Regions from separate parts of the Lactuca sativa genome. Here region 2 is linked to region 1. The links are chromatin contacts, called in public Hi-C maps. All regions are on one chromosome and are shown on one strand. The core of a region is the stretch at or near the end of the contact, and the rest is flanking DNA. Distances in the headings are between cores, read along the strand shown.

What was found. Hi-C and Micro-C count contacts between places; a contact is called where the count stands out from the background.
Region 2: a Hi-C map of leaf shows a contact between it and region 1, with 4 times the contacts expected there. The contact joins the promoter of LOC111893662 here to the promoter of LOC111893659 in region 1. A contact is called at or near these places in 4 of 4 Hi-C or Micro-C datasets (bud, leaf and seed).

The regions. Positions count from the first base shown.
Region 1 is chr8:173,122,952-173,126,973 of Lsat_Salinas_v11, reverse strand. It overlaps LOC111893659 (actin-related protein 2/3 complex subunit 2A), which reads left to right and starts at 2,382. Exons shown (of 11, transcript XM_023889728.3): 1 at 2,382-2,622; 2 at 2,983-3,169; 3 at 3,238-3,304; 4 at 3,377-3,584; 5 at 3,677-3,846; 6 at 3,949-4,022. The coding sequence starts at 3,108. It overlaps LOC111893650 (malonyl-coenzyme A:anthocyanin 3-O-glucoside-6''-O-malonyltransferase), which reads left to right. Exons shown (of 1, transcript XM_023889711.2): 1 at 1-476. The coding sequence ends at 213.
Region 2 is chr8:173,720,762-173,725,358 of Lsat_Salinas_v11, reverse strand. LOC111893662 reads left to right here and starts at 1,803. Exons shown (of 3, transcript XM_023889733.3): 1 at 1,803-2,314; 2 at 2,819-3,161; 3 at 4,087-4,540. The coding sequence starts at 1,860. The coding sequence ends at 4,305.

The DNA of each region.
Region 1 (4,022 bases), core at 1,133-3,632:
GCTGGAACTCCGAAGTTGAAGATTTACGATGTTGATTTTGGGTGGGGGAGGCCGAGAAAGTATGAGACTGTGTCGATAGATCGGAATGGTTCGATTTCAGTTAACGCCGGGAAAGAATCGCCTGAAGATCTTGAAATTGGGTTGTCACTTCCGGTGAAACAAATGGATGCTTTTCTTGATATCTTTAACAATGATCTACAGAATTTCTTTTGAGTAAAGGGCTGAATCAATTTTCAGGTTACTTTTGGACTCAACGTGATCTGAAAAATGTTGTTTTGGATAAAAAGTGATGAAAATAAGAAATTAAAATCATAGTTGGGATCTAATGGACTTCGATTTCTTGTATTGGGCTGTGATTTTGTGTATTGGGTTGCCATTTGGTTTAATTTTGGTATGTGTTCCAACTTTGAACACTTATATTTTATAGTTTTGTATTGTTTAAGTCTATAAAATATAAAATCACTCCTTTTTCTTAATCCAATTACTTTGGTTCTTTTTTTGCATTATATTCATTTTCGTCTCAACTACATGTTACAACTTTTAGATTACATTTATTATGATTGTATACCCGAGTTCCATAGCCCTAAACATGGGTGTTTGTCATTTTGTGGAAAAAAATTTGGTTCACCAAATTTTCTACTTTTTCTTCAAAGTCTATAATGCATATAGTGAAAAGAAGCAAAAGTATTAGGGAAACAAAGAAGTTTCAGAAAATGACAAACACCCATGTTTTGGGGCTATTGAAATTAGGTATACAAGCATAAAAATGTAACGTAAGGGTTGTAATGTGTAGTTGAGGTGAAAATGAATATAATGCAAAAGGAACGTATAATTAGATAAAATATATATATATATATATATATATATATATATATATATATATATATATATATATATATATATATATATATATATATATATATAGTATTTGGAAAGTGCTATGTTGATTGGTTTTTATTTGTAAGTGTACATCATATTATATTTAAAGCTTGATAGATCAAATTTTAAGAAAACAAGTCGGGTAGTTTTGAGTTTAATAACAAGAAATCCACAACAAATAAAATCAGCCAAAATAGAGTCAATATGAAAAAGTTATAAGTGTTTAAAATTGGAAGAAAATGCCAAAATTTAGTTGTTCACGAAATCATAACTTACACGAAACCCGCGATCCATTAAGGAAAAACTATGATTTTAGTTAATTCTTAATTTTTTTTAGCTTTTTTTGGCAAATAACTATGGAATTTGGCCGAAAATAACAATTAACTCACATGTAATCAACAATCATAAATAGAAAATAAGATATACTCACAAGTGGTATACCTGAGGTTTAAGGCAACCTTACACAATTTTTTCGCCATAATAGTTTTTTTTTTTTCTCTAAAATTATCAGAAAATAACAGAAAATAACAAGTTAACTCACATGCAATCAACAATCCTAAACTAAGATATAATCACAAACGGTATAAATGAGGTTTCTAAGACAACCTTACACAATTTATCCGAAATGATCGATACAAAAGATGAAACAATCTACCCTAATAAATGAGAATGATTTTGCCACATATCCTTCTCTTATTCAATTTGCCACATGTCATTTTGTCATAATTTAGAGATATATTTATTTTCCACTTGTCATTTATTTCATTTTCCATTTCTAATATATTATTAATTAGTTTCCATAAATTAAACCTACCATAATAATTATATTAATTTCAAATTTTAAATTTTAAATTTCAATTTTAATTTCAAATAAATTTACAGTTTAAACTTTTGTGTTTAACATTTTGTTATAGTTAACCTGTTTAGTATACGGGTCTGATAACTAAACAATAATTTTAATTAATTTATTTTTTGCATGTTTTTTTTTCTCATATTTTTATTTATTTTAAATTTCAAATTCAAATAAAATTTTCATTTAATCGTTTCTATTTAACATTTTATTTTAATCAACCCGTATAATATACCGATTTCACAACTATTACTTATTAGTGTTCATTTGGTTTTTTAACACAAACATACAATAAGAAAGGAAATTAGAAGGACCACAATCTTTGAGACTATCAATGGACAAAGTCCAAGAGACGTTGCAAGGGCCAAGGGAAAAATGACAATATTGTGATTTTTAGAAGAAAAAAAAAAGTATTAATTATTGTTATTTCGATAATTGATCCATACTAGGTTTAAGTTTAACTATTCTTTATTTTGCCACAATCTATCTTGAAAACGTCATCTCTTATAACCATCAAAAAATAACATTATTAAACGAGAAATCATAAAAATATAATTAAAAATAATATTCTACCTTCTTAAAAAAATAATAATAATAAATAACTTAAGACTCTTTTCAATTAGTAAAAATCCAAAACAAATTCGGTGTTTAATCGTTGTACGAACATTGAGTAATCTTAATTACCGTCGTTCTATTCTAATCTCACAGCAGCACCACCGCCCTTCACCTCATTCTCTCCGTTTCAACGCCTTCTCCGATTTATCGTCGCTGTCCCCGTCGAACATCGCTCCGCCGCGATTCATCTTCTCCGTTTCCCGACTCTCCTTCGCCGACGCTACTCTTCTTCATTTCTCTCTGGAATCCGCCGTCTCCGTCGTCGTCCATCTTCTAAGGTAACCAATTGGGTATCCTAAAACTAATTGGAACGGGTAAAGAATATAGAGTGGCGTGAATAGTCTTCAAGATCATGAATCTCTAACTTTACAAATCAGAAATACTTTTGCTTGTTGAATTCTGGAAGCAGACAAAACCCGTCTGGCTAAGTCGATCATGGCTATTTTTTAAACCCTAGTTTTTAGATGAGGTTGCACATTGATTACTTTTTGTCTTTTAATCGTTTATTTTGATTCATTTTTAAATCATTTATGATTTTGTTCCACAATTGCTGAAAGAAATGGACCATTTCATTCACATTCAAATTAATTCGACAGTGTTCATCGATGAATTTGATCGCCATATATTTACCTTCTTAGGTATCCGCTATGATGGACGAGAATGAAGCCGATTCCTCAATCTCCATGTGAAGTCAAAAAAGAAATCAGAAATTGAAGATGCGGAAAGACGCATGAGCGAGCGCACAAATACACAGAGATAGACGATGATATTACTTCAATCTCAGTCAAGATACCTCCTCCAGATCTTAACAAACCGCGTTCAAAAGTAAGTTCTATCAATTTTCAGCTCCAAATCTACCCTTTTCGCTTCATAATTCTTATACCTAATACCAGTATCGAGAAAGGAGTCGAGTTGGATTGCCACTGGGTTGAATTCGATGACGTTCGTTACCATATTCAGGTATAGTCGATACGGAACATTTGAATTCTTAATCAATTATTAAAAAACCATTGATTCAAGTAATGGTTTCAGGCATCGATAAAGAATCCACATCTTCTACATCTATCAGTATCCCTCCCCACTCCACCTCCAGAGACTGAATTCTCCGGTGGCCTTCCATTTGGAGCCATTGAAGCAATCAAAGCAGCATATGGTAGTGTTGTTCATATCCTTGATCCTCCAAGAGATGGCTTCAATCTCACAGTTAAACTCAACTTGTCTAAACTTCCTTCACTTGAAGGTTCGATTCTTTCTCTTCTCTTCTCTTCTCTTCTCTTCTCTTCCTCTTCTCTGTAACATGATTACATGAAACTGTTACTTCTCATGATACAGAAATGAAGCAAAATCTTTTGGTAAAGATTGCATCTGTGAGAGAAGTGGTAATGGGGGCCCCACTAAGAGTAATCTTGAAGCGACTTGCATCAAGGTCTGTGCCCCCTAATGTTGGTGTCCTTGTCCCCCTTCTCCATCGACCTAATGAATCCTTCTTCATTGTTCCTCAGGTTCAAAGCTCCATTTTTCAATATATGTAACTTTCTTTAAAACATCAATAACAACTTCATTACTCCATATTTAACAGATTAAAAACTTGTTATAAATTACAGATTGAAAAGGTAACTGTAGTGTTCCCAATGAGATTCAATGACTCCATTGATACTGTTCTTGCTGCATCATTCCT
Region 2 (4,597 bases), core at 554-3,053, 600 kb before region 1:
TGCATGGATATTTGTCTCTACAAAAATTCATTAAAATATTTAATGTTATATATGTTATCATCTTATCTCATTTTGTTGATATTATTGAACATGATGCATGGATCATATCATTCCATATAAGTTCAATATTGATTTCTCAATTTGAAAATTCAAATAAGATACCATACTTAATTGACCATCATGTCAATATTGTTTTTGTACAACCATACACTCACATCTATTTGAGTCTATTAAGGATCCTGACCAATAACTTACTCCAACAATGTGAGGAATAGATGTCATCTTGACTACATAACTCTATCATAAGTTTCACATCACATGTGATAGTAGTAACCTTTATAATTGCCTTATTCATAACCTCATTTAACTTGCAAGCTTTGTTGATGTAGATTGTTTAAGCTTAGTTGGATGCCAGTTAGGAGAGCACACAACTAATATCATTTCTAAATAAATGATACATATGCTGAAACAAGGGGAAAAAACTCATTCTTAAACCCCAATTTGCGTGATCATTACTTCCAAACATCCAAGCTTTGCAACTCCAACCAAATACGTGACATCAGTGGCGGATTTAGAGTGTTAGAAGTGGGGTGCATGGACCCCACTTGATTCTAGATTCCTTCTTATATACATTTGATAAAATAGAATTTTCAAAAAGAGTAAATTACACAAATGGTCCCTATGGTTTGGGGTAATTTGCGTGCTTGGTCCCTAACTTATTTTTTTAACTCGGAAGGTCCCTATGGTTTGTTTTTGTTACGCGTTTGGTCCCTACAGTTTATTTTTGTTACGTGTTTGGTCCATGTCTTATCTAAAAAGACTATTATTTAAAGAGGAAAAAACGATGGGGTAGGTGAGGTAAGGTGAGGAGGTAGGATTAGGGGTGTGTTTATTTAAATAAATTTTAAAAAAATCAAGGGCATAATAGTATTTTTTTAGGTAAGATAAGGACCAAACACGTAACAAAAACAAACAGTAGGGACCTTCCGAGTTAAAAAAATAAGTTAGGGACCAAACACGCAAATTACCCTAAACCATAGGGACCATTCATGTAATTTACTCTTTCAAAAATTGTGACTTTGTTTCTCTTAATCTATCCTAAAACATATCAAAATTACTATCATCTATTTTTTGTGAAAAAAAAAAAAGCCACGTTGGAGCAATGACATTAAAAAAAATCCAGGGTTATCACTAATATGATCTTAAATCAAGGTTTACATATATGAAAATCCAAATTAAATACCCATATATGATGCTATTATAATAAACAAATGCTTCAAAATGCTTCTTCTTGATTTTACAAACATTTTTTATACATAAAAATTTTCTATTTTTTTTTAATCTTTTATTGACCCCAATTACCATTTGTTCTGGATCCGGCACTGTGTAAGATTGATGTGCATAGACTTTTTACCTTCTCAATGTGTAAAGAAATTGCAAGTTTAAGGCGTCTATGCATGATGTTAAAGTAAAATCGTCAAATTTTTGACAAACTTTTAAGGGTTTTTCTGTAATATTTTGTTAACTATTATTTTTATAAATCAAATTATCTTATCGTTATATCTACTGTATAGAGAATGAATAGGCATTAACCTTTTCTTAATGCGATCTAGCAGTTACTCTAAATATATATATATTTCTAAATAAACAAACGTAGGAACATCCGGTAAACCCGGTCCAGATGTTCGTTTATAAAGTACAAGTACGCCATGCATACGAAGGTACAAGTAATCCATGCATGGAGACGTGCCAACCACCCCGACATCGCACAAAACGCTCCATGCAATAACTATATTTCACATCTTCTTCTCATTTCTCTCCCATTTGATCTCAGAATTTCCCATAACAATCTCCCAATAATGGCAATCGCCCGGATTAGGAGTCGCCTCTCCACAGGGGGACCGGCGCAACCTCCATCTCCGATGCCCAATTCCAGGCCTACTCGCAACGACCCTTCTTTCAACAATTACGTCGACAAATTGAAGAACATTCCCGAATTTGATACGACTGATGACTCCAATCGACCGCCTATTGCAGAGGTTGAATACAAGCTGATCAAAGCTAAGGATAAGAATTCGATCCAGCAGATGATGGAGTCCGCCGCTAAGTTTGGGATGTTTCGTGTCAGTGGCCATGGGATATCGCCTGAGGAGCTGAATGCGGCGTTCACGGAGGCGGATTTCATCTTTGGATTGCTTGCGGAGAGGTGGAGCCGTGATGGAGATCGGGAGGAGTTTGCTTGGTCTCGATCTGCCATGGCGGTGGCTGAACGACGGCGTGACGTTAAGAATGACGAGAATTTTCTGAAATTCAGGTTTGTTCTTCGTATCCTGATCATCAGCTTCTTCATTTTTCGTTTTATTAACAAATCAAAATTTTTCCATAGATCAATTCCATTAATAAGTGAATTGTGTATTTGATTAATTACAGATCATTGACATTGACATTTTATCTGTAGAATGTTTCAAAACAAATGTAGGTTATTTGGGGATGATCCATACATGTTTATGATCTATCAACAAATGATAAGGCTTCGTATTTTACTTCATTATTTATTCTATAGCGATAAAAAGACCTTGAGCATTTAGAAAGATTATCAACAATGTAGTATTTAGCAACATATAGCTTCTAATTATGCAAAAATGTTATTCTTGCATCAAGAACATCATGTGGATGTAAGATCCTAATGCCCACAAGAAGTCTAATCCATATTGAAATTTGTGACTCTTGCAAAGATCTATTGCTTCAATATTGAACATAACTTTAGGGTTAATGTGTAAATAAGTTGATTTGTGACACTTGTTGTATATATTTGTAGATCAAAGATGGATAATATTGCAAATAAGCTGGAAGCAATTGCGAAAGATATGGCTCAAGCCATAGGGACGAATGGTGGAAAGCAACCACGAAAGAAAATAAAGGAAAATGAAACTCGAATGGTGTTATTCAAGCATAATAACTCGTCTCTTCAACCACACACACCACGTTCATCTCAAACTCCACGCTCATTGGATGGAAATAGACGGGATAATGCCACATTTGCTCTGAGCATTCATATCCCAACTGAGCAAGGCGAATTCCGTCTCATATCTGAGGAAGGACCTGTGTCATTCCGTACCATCCCTAACACCATTGTCATCACCGTTGGTGAACAAATGGAGGTAATTTTTTCGTTTTAAGTTTTATGCATAAAAACAAAATATTTCATGTTGCACATTGTCAGATTGTCATTTCCAGTGTCCCACCTCAGCTAAACATGTCCATCTACTCTACATTTGGAAGAGAATATCAATGGCTCTATATTTATAACTAGTTTGGATACAGTGTTTGTCTAGATAAATAATGTTTAAGAAATACTTAGAGAACAAGAAAATTAATAAAGCAAATATTTACAAAAAATAAAATAAAAAGAGGAAGGACTTAGACTCCGTTTGACAGACATCTTTCCAAATCCATACAGATTTTTCTGGCTGAATGAGCCGGAAAGACTGTTTGATTTGCACCAAAAAATGGGTCTTTCCCGGTAAGACATGTCTTTCCTAAAAAGCTTCAAAATTATATATTTCTGGCCGTATGATCATTTTTTATCATTCAGCACAATCAGATATACAATCAAACAACATGGTTTCCTTTCCACACAGTTTCCTGACAACACAACTATCAAACGAACCCTTAGTGGGGAAATTCGTATTTCCATGAAACCATTCTACATTACATTAAATAACAACATTGATATATAACTTACCGGATAAGGGGTTGTTTCTGTTTTCCCCATTATGTCGTGTATGAATAAAATAGCTAAATGGGTAATGATTATACACACAAGATATGTTTCCTTGTAGAGATAAAATAACCATTTTGCCTTTAAAACCAATTTCACACCGTTAATAAATTAGTTTCAATTTTTGTGCAAAAGACATTATGTCCAGATTAAGTAAAAAAGAAACAACCATATATCCAGATTAAACGCTTAACCCATAGATTTATTAGGTTATTATCCTTATCAAGTCCATTAAGTCAAAAAGAATCAATGAGCATCGAGCTAACAACGTCTGAATTTGATGATGAATGAATGAGTAAATTTAGGAATGGAGCTATGGAGAGTTCAGATCTGCATTTGGAGAGATAAACATAGAACCAGATATTCAAGATGAGAAAGGAGCATTCTCCATTGAACTCAAGTGTTCACCTTCATGCCTAAATGATGTGGTTGACAAACATGACTCAATCTCCATAACTGATCAGATCATATTTGTAGTCATAGTTGCCATAGTTTACAAGTTGTTTTCCTACATGCTTTCTTGATCATTATCATCTCCATGGTCAAACTAAGGTCAACGACTCCTCACTTGTGACTGCAACTTGGACAACTCCCAAAAGTTTTTGCTTTCCTATGGATATATAATTGTAATAGATTGTTTCTTAAAGGGTCTTTATGTAATTTTCCAATTTATGTTATTTATTTATGTGGCTTTTGCTAGTTGGTAGTTGACAATGTAATAATCACAAACATTCAATCACAAATTCTTTGCTTCCTTTCCTTCTTTATCTTGTCAAGTTTCTACATTTATATGGTCATGTCACACCTTTCATGCAC